2 separate regions of the Sus scrofa genome follow, and region 1 is linked to region 2. Evidence: chromatin contacts called from public Hi-C data. All regions are on one chromosome and are shown on one strand. Each heading gives the region's core, a stretch centred on a gene start, on an enhancer-like site or on the middle of the called end of the contact. The rest is flanking DNA. Distances are from core to core; before and after follow the strand shown. Region 1 holds the start of ARHGEF37 (rho guanine nucleotide exchange factor 37). Region 2 has its middle 23 kb from the start of IL17B.

What was found. Hi-C and Micro-C count contacts between places; a contact is called where the count stands out from the background.
Region 1: a contact with region 2 is called in a Hi-C map of skeletal muscle, with 4 times the contacts expected there. The contact joins the promoter of ARHGEF37 here to the enhancer-like site in region 2. A contact is called at or near these places in 5 of 5 promoter capture datasets (fetal liver, fetal skeletal muscle, liver and 1 more), 24 of 47 Hi-C or Micro-C datasets (adipose tissue, alveolar macrophages, brain and 11 more) and 2 of 2 datasets of contacts at active chromatin or transcription factors (alveolar macrophages and skeletal muscle).

Annotation. Positions count from the first base shown.
Region 1 is chr2:150,660,215-150,665,974 of Sscrofa11.1, forward strand. It overlaps ARHGEF37 (rho guanine nucleotide exchange factor 37), which reads left to right and starts at 2,256. Exons shown (of 13, transcript XM_003124090.6): 1 at 2,256-2,332. CSNK1A1 (casein kinase I) reads right to left here and starts at 2,217. Exons shown (of 10, transcript XM_003124088.3): 1 at 1,509-2,217; 2 at 839-945. The coding sequence starts at 1,631.
Region 2 is chr2:150,603,699-150,609,589 of Sscrofa11.1, forward strand. No RefSeq gene overlaps it. Among named protein-coding and RNA genes, the nearest start is that of IL17B, 23 kb to the left of the region's middle. Within about 2 kb of position 2,598, at least 63 of the 83 cell types and tissues checked have an H3K27ac peak or open chromatin away from gene starts, as enhancers often do. A contact at or near this core is called in adipose tissue, alveolar macrophages, brain and 10 more, where this site is marked.

The DNA of each region.
Region 1 (5,760 bases), core at 1,006-3,505, 56 kb after region 2:
TACTTAGCAAACTGCATGATTAAGTTTTCTTTTAATACAACGGAGTCCATTTCAACACAGCGCTGCTCCAGCTGCCCTTGCCATGAGCCACCAAACTTAGGACACGACTAAAGGCAGCAAACACTTCCCTTCTCCGGAGGGCTCCGCGCCCCTCAAAGGACCCTGCAGGGGCCCGTGGAGGGACTGGATTTCACCTCGCATCTGCGGCGGCGATCGCAAGCCCGCCGCCGTCACGCCAGCCCCCTCCGTGAACCCCACCACTGCCTGCAGCCCGATCCCGGCTTTTCAAAGGCTTGAGCCGCTCAGGGCTGCCGCCGGGGCGTCGAGGAAGCCTCAGGCGTGAACCCGGCAGAGGCGAGGGCAGGGGCGTGCGGTTGAGTCACGTCGCTCCGCCATTTTCTAAGCGGAGCAGGAAGACATGTTGGAACAAAACACAACAAAAGAGCAGCCATTTCCCAGGCCGGCTCCGCCAGCCCGAGCCGGCGGGCCCCGCCGCCCGCAGCCTCAGGCCCTCGCCGGGCAATCCCAGCAGCCTCGGAGGAGCCGACCGGGAGACGGCAGCAGGCACCCCTTCCGCGTCGGGATCAAAGATGGGCCGCGCACTTTCAAAACCGCGGCCAGACGGACGGACGCTAAGCGGAGCAGGGTGCGCAAACCGAAACGCGGCCTAAGTTGGCAAAGGACGATCTGCTCGGGGACTGGGGTGACTTACGGTCCACGGAGACCCCGGCCACTCAGACCTCAAGAGCCGGATCCAGCTGGTCCCGTCCCCGCCGCTCCCACATCCCCCTTTCGGGTACCTCCCCGGGAGGAGCGCCGTCTGCCCACGGACTCTTACCGTATGTGGGGGATGCCGACCCCACCTTGAAGAATCTTATAGAGTTTGCTCTCGTACAGCAACTGGGGATGCCTGGCCTTCTGAGATTCTAGCTTCACTGCCACTTCCTGCGGGGGAGAGGGAATGATGCCATCAACATCCTTACGGACTCAATGTCACTCGGAAAGGACGGGGCGACGTGAGCAAAGCCCCAACTCTCCCGGCAGTAGAGCCAGGAGGAGAAAGCTCTCTTTGTAATTACAAAACGAGGCATCCAGCCTCAAAGGCCTCTTCAGGGGGCAGTGACGAAAGCGGCACGTCCTCTAAAGTGCAGGAAAATGATTCATCCAGAAAACGTAAAGAGAGGTCCTGAAGAAGCCAGGCGATCGGAAGCTGCGCTAATTGGAACAAGAACCCCAGGAGAATTCAATAGGGAGAGAGCGAAGCATAGGGATTCTGCCGTTCTCACCTTAGAGGATGGGTTTAAAAGTCCGAGTAAGGTGGGAAACTCCACAGTACCCCAACGTCTGCCTCGCTTCTTTCCCTTTTAGGGAAGGACAGCGGTGGAGGTTCCCAGGCCGGGAGAGCCGGCTCCCTCTGGACTTCCCGGGGCGCGCGCGCGGGGGGCAAAGGCCCGAGCCGCTGGGGGGGGGGGGCAGGCGCGGTCGGGAACCCCACCCCGGGGGATTACCTCGCCGTTGGTGATGTTGATCGCCAGGTAAATGTCCCCGAAGGAGCCAGAGCCGATCTTCCGCACCAGTTTGTACTTCCCTCCGACAATGAACTCGGCCTTGGAGCCGCTGCTGCTCGCCATCCTGGGAGAAGATGGAGGCTGGGGCCAAGCCCCGACACCTCTAGGGGACGACGGAGGCCTCTAGCGCTCGTCCGCGGAGCGCGGCAGGAACCGGGGGGCGCTGGCTCCTTCTCGGCGCTACAGGCCCGGAACCGGCCAGGCGGACCCGGATCTCCGCGGCTGTCAGGCTTCCTCCGGCCAGGCCGCAGGCTGCCGAGGCGGTGCTCGCGGTTGCCGGGCCGGGCCACTTGTTCCTGGCGGCCGCCGCTGCCTCGCTCTCGCGGCGACGTCGCCGGCTGGAAAAGGGGCGCGGTGAGTTAGGGCGGCGATCCCGCTGCCCCCGCTGCCGCCAGCTCCCGCCCGGAGGGACCCCTGTCACTCCGCCGACGCCGCCATCTTGTTGCTCCGGCTCCAGCCAACACAAAATGCCCCCAGTCCCCGGGAGCCGCTTCTTCACGGCGCGGAGCACGCTGGGAAAGGGATCGCGGGCGCCAGCCCCGAGGGTCGACGGCGAGAGGGAGGGCGGAACCGGATCCGTGAGAGTCGCGGCCCACGCTCCGAGCGTCCCCCGTCACCGCCCAAGCGCGCAGGCGCACTGCCGCGCCGCGGACTGCGCAGGCGTGCCGCGCCCGCCCCGCGCCCCGCCCCGCGCCCGCTTCCACTTCCGGTCGCCCGCTGCTCCTCCGCGGCTGCCTGTTAGTCACCTCAGACCCGCCTGCTCGGTGAGGGGCCGCGCGGCCCAGGCCTCGAGACGTGTTAGGGAGGAGTCACTGCAGTGCTCGTGGGAGGGGATGCGTCAGGCCTCCCGGGGAGTTGGGTACCGACCTTTGCTCTTGGTCGGAGGCGGTTTTCACCCTTTCGCTCTTTGCGGGGCTCCGGCCGATCTCCGCTGTGGCGGAGCTGTCGCCTCCGGTGGAGAGCGGGAGACGAGCAGCCGCGCTCGGGGCTCCCGCGGCGCAGCCCGGCGGCTCTGGCCGCCCAGGGTTTCGGAGGGCTGGAGGCCCGCTCTCCCCTCCCGGGAAGAGGGGCGCAGGCGCCAGCCCTGCTGCTCTGGGGCTTCGGGTTGCTTCCCGCTGACGCTGTTTGATCCCGGAGGAAAACCCCAATATCCAAGTCATGGGTAGTGGCACGTACGTGGTCGATAGAAAGTAAGATCTGCAGCCGGGGGAAAACGAAAGTTATCCCCCTCCCAAATGCCTTGAAACACCCTATCCTGGTCGTGTGGGAAAATGAGCTGTTGACCCCAGAAACACAGGATAAAAATGACCATTAGACCATAAGATTGGCAGCGTTTAAAACTCTACACAGTAAAAACTTTTACTGAAATTGGACAGGAGTTCCCGTGGTGGCGCAGCCGAAACGAATCCGAGTAGGAACTATGAGGTTATGAGGTTGCGAGTTTGATCCCTGGCCTCGCTCAGTGGGTTAAGGATCCGGCGTGGCTGTGGTGCAGGCCGGCAGCTACAGCTCCGATCGACCCCTAGCCTGCGAACCTCCACATGCAACAGGTCCGGCCCTAAAACAAACAAAAACATTGAACAGAGTCACCTCTTGACCACATTTTGGGTTACAAAATTTGACCTCAGACGGTTGGGCTTAGTGGTGATGATCCCAGGAGAAATGTCCATGTTGCTGTCATCTGCAGTCTGAGTCAAACGCTGACGAATGAGTGAATCAAAGCCTCAGTTGTGAAAGTGCAAAAGCGGCATTATTTTACTATCCCAAGTAAAAGAATGTCATTAAAACAGGAAAAAAATGTACCTCAACTGCAACTTTGAAAGCTGATCAAGTAGTTAGTAATGGAGTTCATCCTGAAAGATATCTTGACTAGGATTTCTCCATGTTACTTTATTTCTGGCTTAAATATTTGTATTCATAAAGCTTTAACCTAAATGTCTTGAATTTGAGAACAGAGGGAAAGAGACTTCTAAGGTTTAAGGTGAAGTTTTGAGGTGCTAACAAAACCCAGGCCCCCTGACCCCCAAAAGGACAGTCTTCACTGGTGACTCCAAAGTGTGTCCGACCTAGTTAAAACTCTCTGCCGTTCGATTTTCTTTTGTTAAAAAAAGTTGGGGTTTCCTTTTGATGCAGCAGGTTAAGGAGGCAGTGTCACTGCTGCGGCTCAGGTTCAGTCCCTGGACTGAAACCTTCTGCATGCTGGGGCTGAGCAGAAAAAAATCAGTTTTAAGTATCTTGAAGTTTCCAGGTTTCCAGAGATAGTGACTGTTCTGCTGATTTTCTACTATAGCTACCCCAAATTTGACGGATCCCTCAGCTTAAGGAGTTCACCGTAAGGGGTGAGGTGTACATTTAAAGGGTTTTTTTTTTTTTTTTTTTGGTTGGAGCTCCCTTTGTGGCTCAGCAGTTAATGAACCCAACTAGGATCTATGAAGATGTAGGTTTGATCCCTGGCCTCGCTCAGTGGGTTAAGGATTTGGCTTTGCCATGAGCTGTGGGGTAGGTCACAGAAGTGTCTCGGATCCTTTGTTGCTGTGGCTGTAGTGTAGTCCAGTGGCTGCAGCTCCAATTGGACCTCTAGCCTGGGAACTTCCATATGCTATGGATGCGGCCCTAAAAAGACAAAAAATAACTAAATAAAATAAAACAAACCACAGTGCTTATCCAAGAAAAGGTCACTAGTAGACAGGGTGTCTTTTGAGTAAAATGATTAAGGACAAGCACAAGAGATACAGACGGGTGTAGTAATGGAGAAAATAAAAACACAAGGGTGGCCTGCCCATCTCTAGAGTTGTTTGGTACAAATAAGTAGAAAAATGGAATGACTTGGGATATGTCAAACACTCTCTCAGGTCTTTGTTACCCAGCTTTGTGCATAATCAGTAGCAGATAAGTGAGTTAATGGAGTAATTGAAAACATGAGAACATCAGAAATGTTCTGTTGGGAGTTCCGGTCGTGGTGCAGTGGAAACGAATCTGACTAGTATCCATGAGGATGCAGGTTTGATCCCTGACATCACTCAGTGGGTTAAGGATCTGGCATTGTCGTGAGGGGTGGTGTAGGTCGAAGACACAGCTTGGATCTGGCATTGTTGTGGCTGTGGTGTAGGCCAGTGGCTACAGCTCTGATTTGCCCCCTAGCCTGGGAACCTCCATATGGCTCCGGTATGGCCCTAAAAAGACAAAAAAAAAAAAAAAAAAAGAATGTCCTACTCCATTTGATCTTGGCAAAGCCCAACACCACTGCAAAAAGACTACGCAATGAGCAGAACCCAGGGCCCGATTTGGGGGCGGGGGGAGAAGACCTCTAGATTGTAGGCCCCTAGTCCACAAAGCAAAAAAAGTTAAATTGTATTTAGAGAGCCTTTTAGAGTTCATAAAGTAATCTGTGATAATCCATTCGGTCTTTCTTCTAGTTTTGGACAGTGACAGCAATTTCTGTGTTCCCTTCGTGTCTTGTCTCTGTTCTCCCCCTCTGCATTATTCACAGGGTTTTGTGAAAGTGTATTGCATCTGTGATAGCAACTTCAAACACTTCTGAGACATTCTACGAACATTTCTTACGTTTTATATTGTCATTAACCCTAAATTTATTTTGATTAATTTAATTATTTGGAAATGTCTTCCTTTTGACCTGTACAGCTTCAGGATTCTTAAGATTGATAGGTTCTGTATGTATACTACCCAATGAACTTTTAATAATCCTTTACACACGTAAAATGGTGACCTCTCTTTTCCTTACAAAAGTGACAAGGAAACAATACTGGAGTAATGGATATTTATTTTATTCTTTTTTTGTCCTTTTTTAGGACTGCACCCTTGACATGGATGCAGGCTAGGGGTCTAATCAGAACTACAGCTGCTGGCCTACACCACAGCCACAGCAACGCCAGATCCTTAACCCACTGAGCGAGGCCAGGGATTGAACCTGTGTCCTCCTGGAAACTAATCAGATTTGTTTCCGCTGAGCCACGACAGGAACTCCTGTTTTATTCTGAAAAAGTAGTTTGAGATGGGAAAGGAGAACCCAGATTGTCCCTTCATTTGGGTACTTAAGGGGTAGGTTCAATAGTGTAATGAAATGTATCCTGATCCAAGTATTCAGAAAAGCTGACTATTACTTGTGACTCTACCTTAAGTATTTTACGAGGTTTCAGTGGTGTAATCTTTTAAAAAAGAAGTGAGATTCTAA
Region 2 (5,891 bases), core at 1,348-3,847:
GTCTGGTTGGAGCTGTTCCCTGAGTTTCAGGAAAAGAGCTCTAAGGGATGTGGGCGTATCTCCTGGGAAGAATGCAAAGAATTGAGGGAGTCCAACAACAAAACTCCTGGTTTCTTATACTCTTGGGAACAGTTCTTCTCGACTTACACCTGAATTAAAATGCGAAATGGGATAGTTCTGACTCCTGTCAAGGCAGGTGTACATAGCATTTATCAATGTACACATGAACGTGTGTTTAAAACATCTATCGCAATAAATAAAACCTAATGCTTCTTATTGTTATCAAACTGTGTAATGTCCTTATGTGGTCTTGATCAATGAGCTATAACTGTGACGGCAACTCTAGCCAGAAGAAATAACCCTTCAAGGTTTAGGGTCACAAGAACTTAAAAAATCCAAATTGCAGTTCAGCGCCTATTCTGGTTTCAAAGAGCTCCAGGGGCAACCACGGAACGACAGGAAGGCAAGAAGCTGAAGGCACCTGTGATTAAATCCTGGGTGTGGAAGGAGGGGTTCAGAGAGAACAAGGAGTGGACACACGTTTTCTCCAAAGGACAGTGGTGAGCAGAGCTGCTTCAGAAGGGTGTGCGCCCCCATTTCTCACTCGTGCCACCAGCTTCCTCGAGCTGCTGACACCGAACCCGTGGGCACCTGGTGGAGAACGTGGAAGGGCATCTCTGGCACAGACCTGCGTGGAAGCCCGACGGCACAGGACCTGTGTATGTGGAGGGCAGGGTGTTGGCATGGAGACCGGCGCCGGGGGTGCTGGCCAAGAGATGAGGCTGAATAGCTGGGTGAGCAGGGGACGCATCGTGGAGCGTGCCATTATCCGGAGGTACCGGGGAGAGGCAGTGGCGCTCTCGGAAGGATGGTACACTTTCGCTCGAGGCAAGGAGCTGTTTCAGAGGCTCTACAAGAGTTCAGAGGAGAGATGATGGCCACATTTAGGTGGAGCCAGTGAGGGAAATGCGGAGATGGACTTGACCGATAAGTCAAAGGCGCTAGAGCTCCCTTGTGGCACAAGGGGTTAAGGACCTGGCCTTGGCACTGTGGCGCAGGTTTGATCCCTAGCCCCAGAATTTCTGCATGTGCAGGGGGCAGGGAAGGATGGCTCCTGCTGTCCTGCTTGGGAGATTCCGTTCTTCGGGAGAGAATGAGAGCAGGAAGAACATGTTTAAGGAGGCAAAACAGTAGCTTCATTTACAGACACAGCGCGTCAACCCTGACACTTGGCAATGCTTGCATCTTGGACCTCAGGTTGCCCAAAAGCCAGAGGTGAGCGTTTAATCACACACTAGATGCCACAAATCACTAGGCACATGTTGCCAAAGTAACAAGCCACCTTCCTTGTGGGCTCTGAAGCCCACAACAAACAGATCCAAACAAACTTTTCAAGTCACAGCCCATGGTCTCTGGCAAAGAAGGGATGGCAAGGTTCGAGAGCAACATGCAAGCGGAAGAAAGCGCCTCCGTTTTCAGGTCTGCTTAAGGGCCAGCAGGGCTTGGAGGAAGCCGAATAACTTAAAGTAATCGGATTTAGGCCCACAACACCGACCTACTGATAATGTACACACATACGCACCCCGGATTAAGTATCAGTGAAATTCTTTGTACAGTGGGGGAGATTATAATTCCATTTTCAAGAAGCTGACTCTGGAGAGCTCTTTCTGATCTCTTTTTTTTTTTTAGAGTGGCGCCCATGGAGGTTCCCAGGCTAGGGGATGAAAGGGAGCTGTAGCCGCTGGCCTACACCGCAGCCACAGCAACTCGGGATCCGAGCCGTGCCTGCGATCTACAGCACAGCTCACGGCAACGCCAGATCCTTAACCCACTGAGCAAGGGCAGGGATTGAACCCGCAACCTCATGGTTCCTAGTTGGATTCATTAACCACTGCGCCACGACAGGAACTCCAGAACCATTTAAAAGTTTTGAATCTAAAATCATGCAGTTCTCTTGGGGTGCAGTGGGCCAGGGATCTGGCATTGTTGCTGCTGTGGCATGGGCTGGATGGGTCCCTGGCTCAGGAATTTCCACATGCCACTGGCATGGGAAAAAAAAAAAAAAAAAAATCATTGGCCGGTAGACAAGTAGTTTCTTTTTTTTTTTTTGCAAAGGGCCAAGATAGATGTTGCCTGGCAACAGATTTTGAGAGCAAGTGTAGGCTTTAATTGACCACAAATCCAATGAATCAACAGCATTCTATTGCTGAAAGACAACCACTATTATCCTGGGCTAGGTTAACAGTCAAAAGCGATTTTACCCACCACCTGCTCGTACTAGACGATGAACACGGGGGAAAGGCTTGGGCTGAAACTAAAAGGAACTCCTTTTCCAGCAGGCTGGAGAGCCGTTTCTCCCTTATCACTCTGTCGCCATGGAGACAGAGCCCCCACAGAGGTCAAACGGCTGCGGGTCACTTATGGGCAAGCTGCAATGCTAAACCCTCGGCAGAGAGGCACATTATTTCTTGCTGTGTTTATGTGTTTCCTAGCAACGGTGACGTCATGGCTTGTTTTCCTATGGGACCAGCCCTGAACGAGGCAGGGGCCTGTGCCAGAGGAGCCATCAGAGTGTGTGGGCTCCAGGCTCTGCCCTCCTGGAAGACGGCGCCTGGACACGGCGGCGCGGGGCTCAGAGGCCACTCTCCGACACACCTCACTTCCTCTACCGCCGCGCCTGCCAAGAACGTGTCCTTACACTGATGAGCCTCCTTTCTGACAGACAGGCCTGACTGTCCTGGCCAGTGGTCTGTGGAAAAAAAAAAAAAGACAGCGATACACCTCAGTCCTGCTGAGAAAGTTCACCGCTGGTGCTGCTGCTCCAGCAGCCCGGAGGGACGAGGACCGAGGGCTCCTCCACTCACACGGAGAGGTTTTTTGGTGCATGATGCCATTTTTCTGGAGTTTGCCCACTGCGGCCATCGGCACCAAGCACCTGGACTGGCACGGCCTCCTTCTTCCTCTCTCCGAGCAACAGGGGACTTTCTGGATGTCCTCTCTTGTGACTTCTCCCATCTTTCTTCAGTAGTTCTTTTTTTTTTCCCCCCCAATGACGTTTTTTTAAAGGCCGCACTCACAGGATATGGAAGTTCCCAGGCCACTGATCACATTGGAGCTGCCGCTGCTGGCCTAGGTCACAACCCAGCAACGCCAGATGTGAGCTGCTCCGCAACCTACCCCACAGCTCACAGCAGCGCAGATCCTTAACCCACTGAGTGAGGTCAGGGGTTGAACCCACGTCCTCATGGATACTAGTGGGATTCTTAACCCGCTGACCTCGATGGGAACTCCCCGTCATTCTTCATCCTTGCATCGTCCCAGGGTTCTCTCTGTTCAACCCTATTCTCACCCAGAGCAAAACTGGGTCTGGAAAAATGCACCGACTCCCGGAGTTCTGACCATCATCTGTGTAGTGCTAACTCCTAAATCAGCATCTCACGCCTTAAAATTTATTCAAAATGTGTGTGTGTGTGCGGGGGGTGGAGGGGTCAGGTGGGGTGGCTTCACAGAATTCTCTATTGGTTTATAGAGAATGTGAAGTCCTATTAAGATATGTAAATCAGACCTCTCCCCTAAATTAGCATTTTTTCCGGTTTCCAACCTCAGCCACCTAAAAAGCAATTTTCACTCAAGACCTGAGAGGACAGAGAAAATGAACTTCATTCTCCGGAGCGAGTGGCCCATTGATAAGCGGACTGGGGCAGTGGGAAAGCCCTGGCACGTAAGGCTTCCACCTGCCCCCCACAGGGGGTCACCATATGTGGTGCTGGCAAGAGTGCCGTTTCCTACATGCTGTTTCTGACCTCACACTCACAACCACCAGCAGGCGACAACCCGGTGACTGCTCCGCTTTTGCAGATGAGGAAACACAGAACTCAGGCTCCTCCCCAGTTCAGCCTGGCCCCCACGGGTCTCATCTCTTGCCAGTGTTCAAACCTCAGGGAGCGTGGGGGCACCTCGGGGTCTTCTTACAACACCCGAGCTTCACTCAGGACGGAGCAGCGTCTAAGAATTCACATTGCTAGCAAGCTCCCAGCTGCTGCTGTGGCTGCTGGCCTTGAACTCCACCTGGGAGTCACTGCCCTGTGCCCAGAGGCCTCTTTAGCGACAAAAGGTCCGGGCTGGCTTCCCTCCGAGCTCTGCCGGTCTTCGGCTGTGACCTTGAACAGGGGTTATTAATCCTCAGGAAGATCAGTTTCAAGATTCAGGGACCTTGTTTATTTGCCGTGTCCTGCGACTCTCTGTTCATCCATCTTAGCCTGTTTCTCCACCTTGTCCTCATGCCGCTCCATGTATAGTATCTTCGGACCAAAAAAAAGAGCCGAGGACCTCCAGGTTTTGAAGCAGCAAAATCCCCACACTAGGCTTAATATTCTGCTGGCTGACAACGCACAGAATGAAATCATGTCCTTTCCTTCCTAATGTTTGGTTGTAAACAGCGCATTTTCCTCTGGAGATGCAAACTGCAGACAAGCAGCGTTTTAAGACATCACAATATATTTATCGCGGTGACAGGTGATCAGCCTTCGAACCCAACAAAGACTTGCTTTCACATGCAACAGAACCCACGGAGTCCTCACCGTCAGCTATGCAGACACTGCTGCTGCGGCAACTGCTCGCCTCGTGTCCAGGGGCGCCAGGGCCGGACCTGGCCCAAGGCAATGAGAAGACCCTCCCCTGGGAGGGCTGTGCGCTCGGGCCCAGCCTATCCCGTGCCCGAACCGCCGTGTATGCTTGCCGCTGCCGTCTGGTCACCACTCACCACCCTCCTCTGCCCCACCACTTGGTCTCTTATCTCGTCGTCATTCTCCGAGTTCCACCCCCCGATGGCCATGCAAGAGCTTGTACAACGGTCTGAACAGGGACGAGGCTGTGTGGAACTTTGTCTACGACTCCCATATTATTTCAAATTCTTGTAAAAAAAAGTTATGTGATTTATATGTTACTCAGGAATTCTCCTCATCCTTCAAGATGCAATTCAGAGGTATTCCTCTCTGATCACCCCTCTGTTCCACCAGTACTGAATCCATCCTGGCAATGTCCGTATTGGAGTCTCACGGGAACTGCCACCCCTGAATTCCCAGGGGCACACTGCCTGGCCCTTAAGAGACCCATCAAGTACTCCTGGATCACCATGCTACCCGCAACTAAAACTAATCTCTACTGTTGTTTGCACAAAACTTGCACTTCAGCACACAAGCTAAAAAACTGCATGCCCTCACAGAAAACTCAGAGGCAATAATTTAACACTTTCTTCACCACTTTGCAGGACAGGACAGTCAAGGATATTAAGAACATGCTGCCTTCATGGTTTCTGGCGGCCACACACATACACAAAATCTAGAGGCCAATTTATTAGTTTCACTGGCTCTAAATCAAGACTAAAATATGACATTCTTTTGTGTGTGTGTGTGTGTGTCTTTTTGTCTTTTCTAGGGCCGCTCCTGTGGCATATGGAGGTTCCCAGGCTAGGGGTGGAATCGGAGCTGTAGCCACCGGCCTACACCAGAGCCACAGCCACGCGAGATCCGAGCCGCGTCTGCAATCTACACCCCAGCTCACAGCAAGGCCAGATCCTTAACCCATTGAGCGAGGCCAGGGATTGAACCCGCAACCTCATGGTTCCTCGTCGGATTCATTAACCACTGCGCCACGACGGGAACTCCTAAAATATGGCATTCTTAATGGAGGTGCACGTTGCACAGTGCCAACCAGTTTTGCAATTAATGAAAAAAAAATTGATCAGCAACTGGGGAGAGCAGTTTCTGTTCTTACCTCCCACCTTTCTTCCAACCCCAAAATCGAATTCAGCACTTCATCACCACCAAGATGTGTGCCCCGGTCCTTTGGCCGAAAGCAAAGGGATGGCCGCCTGACGCCCCAAAGAAACT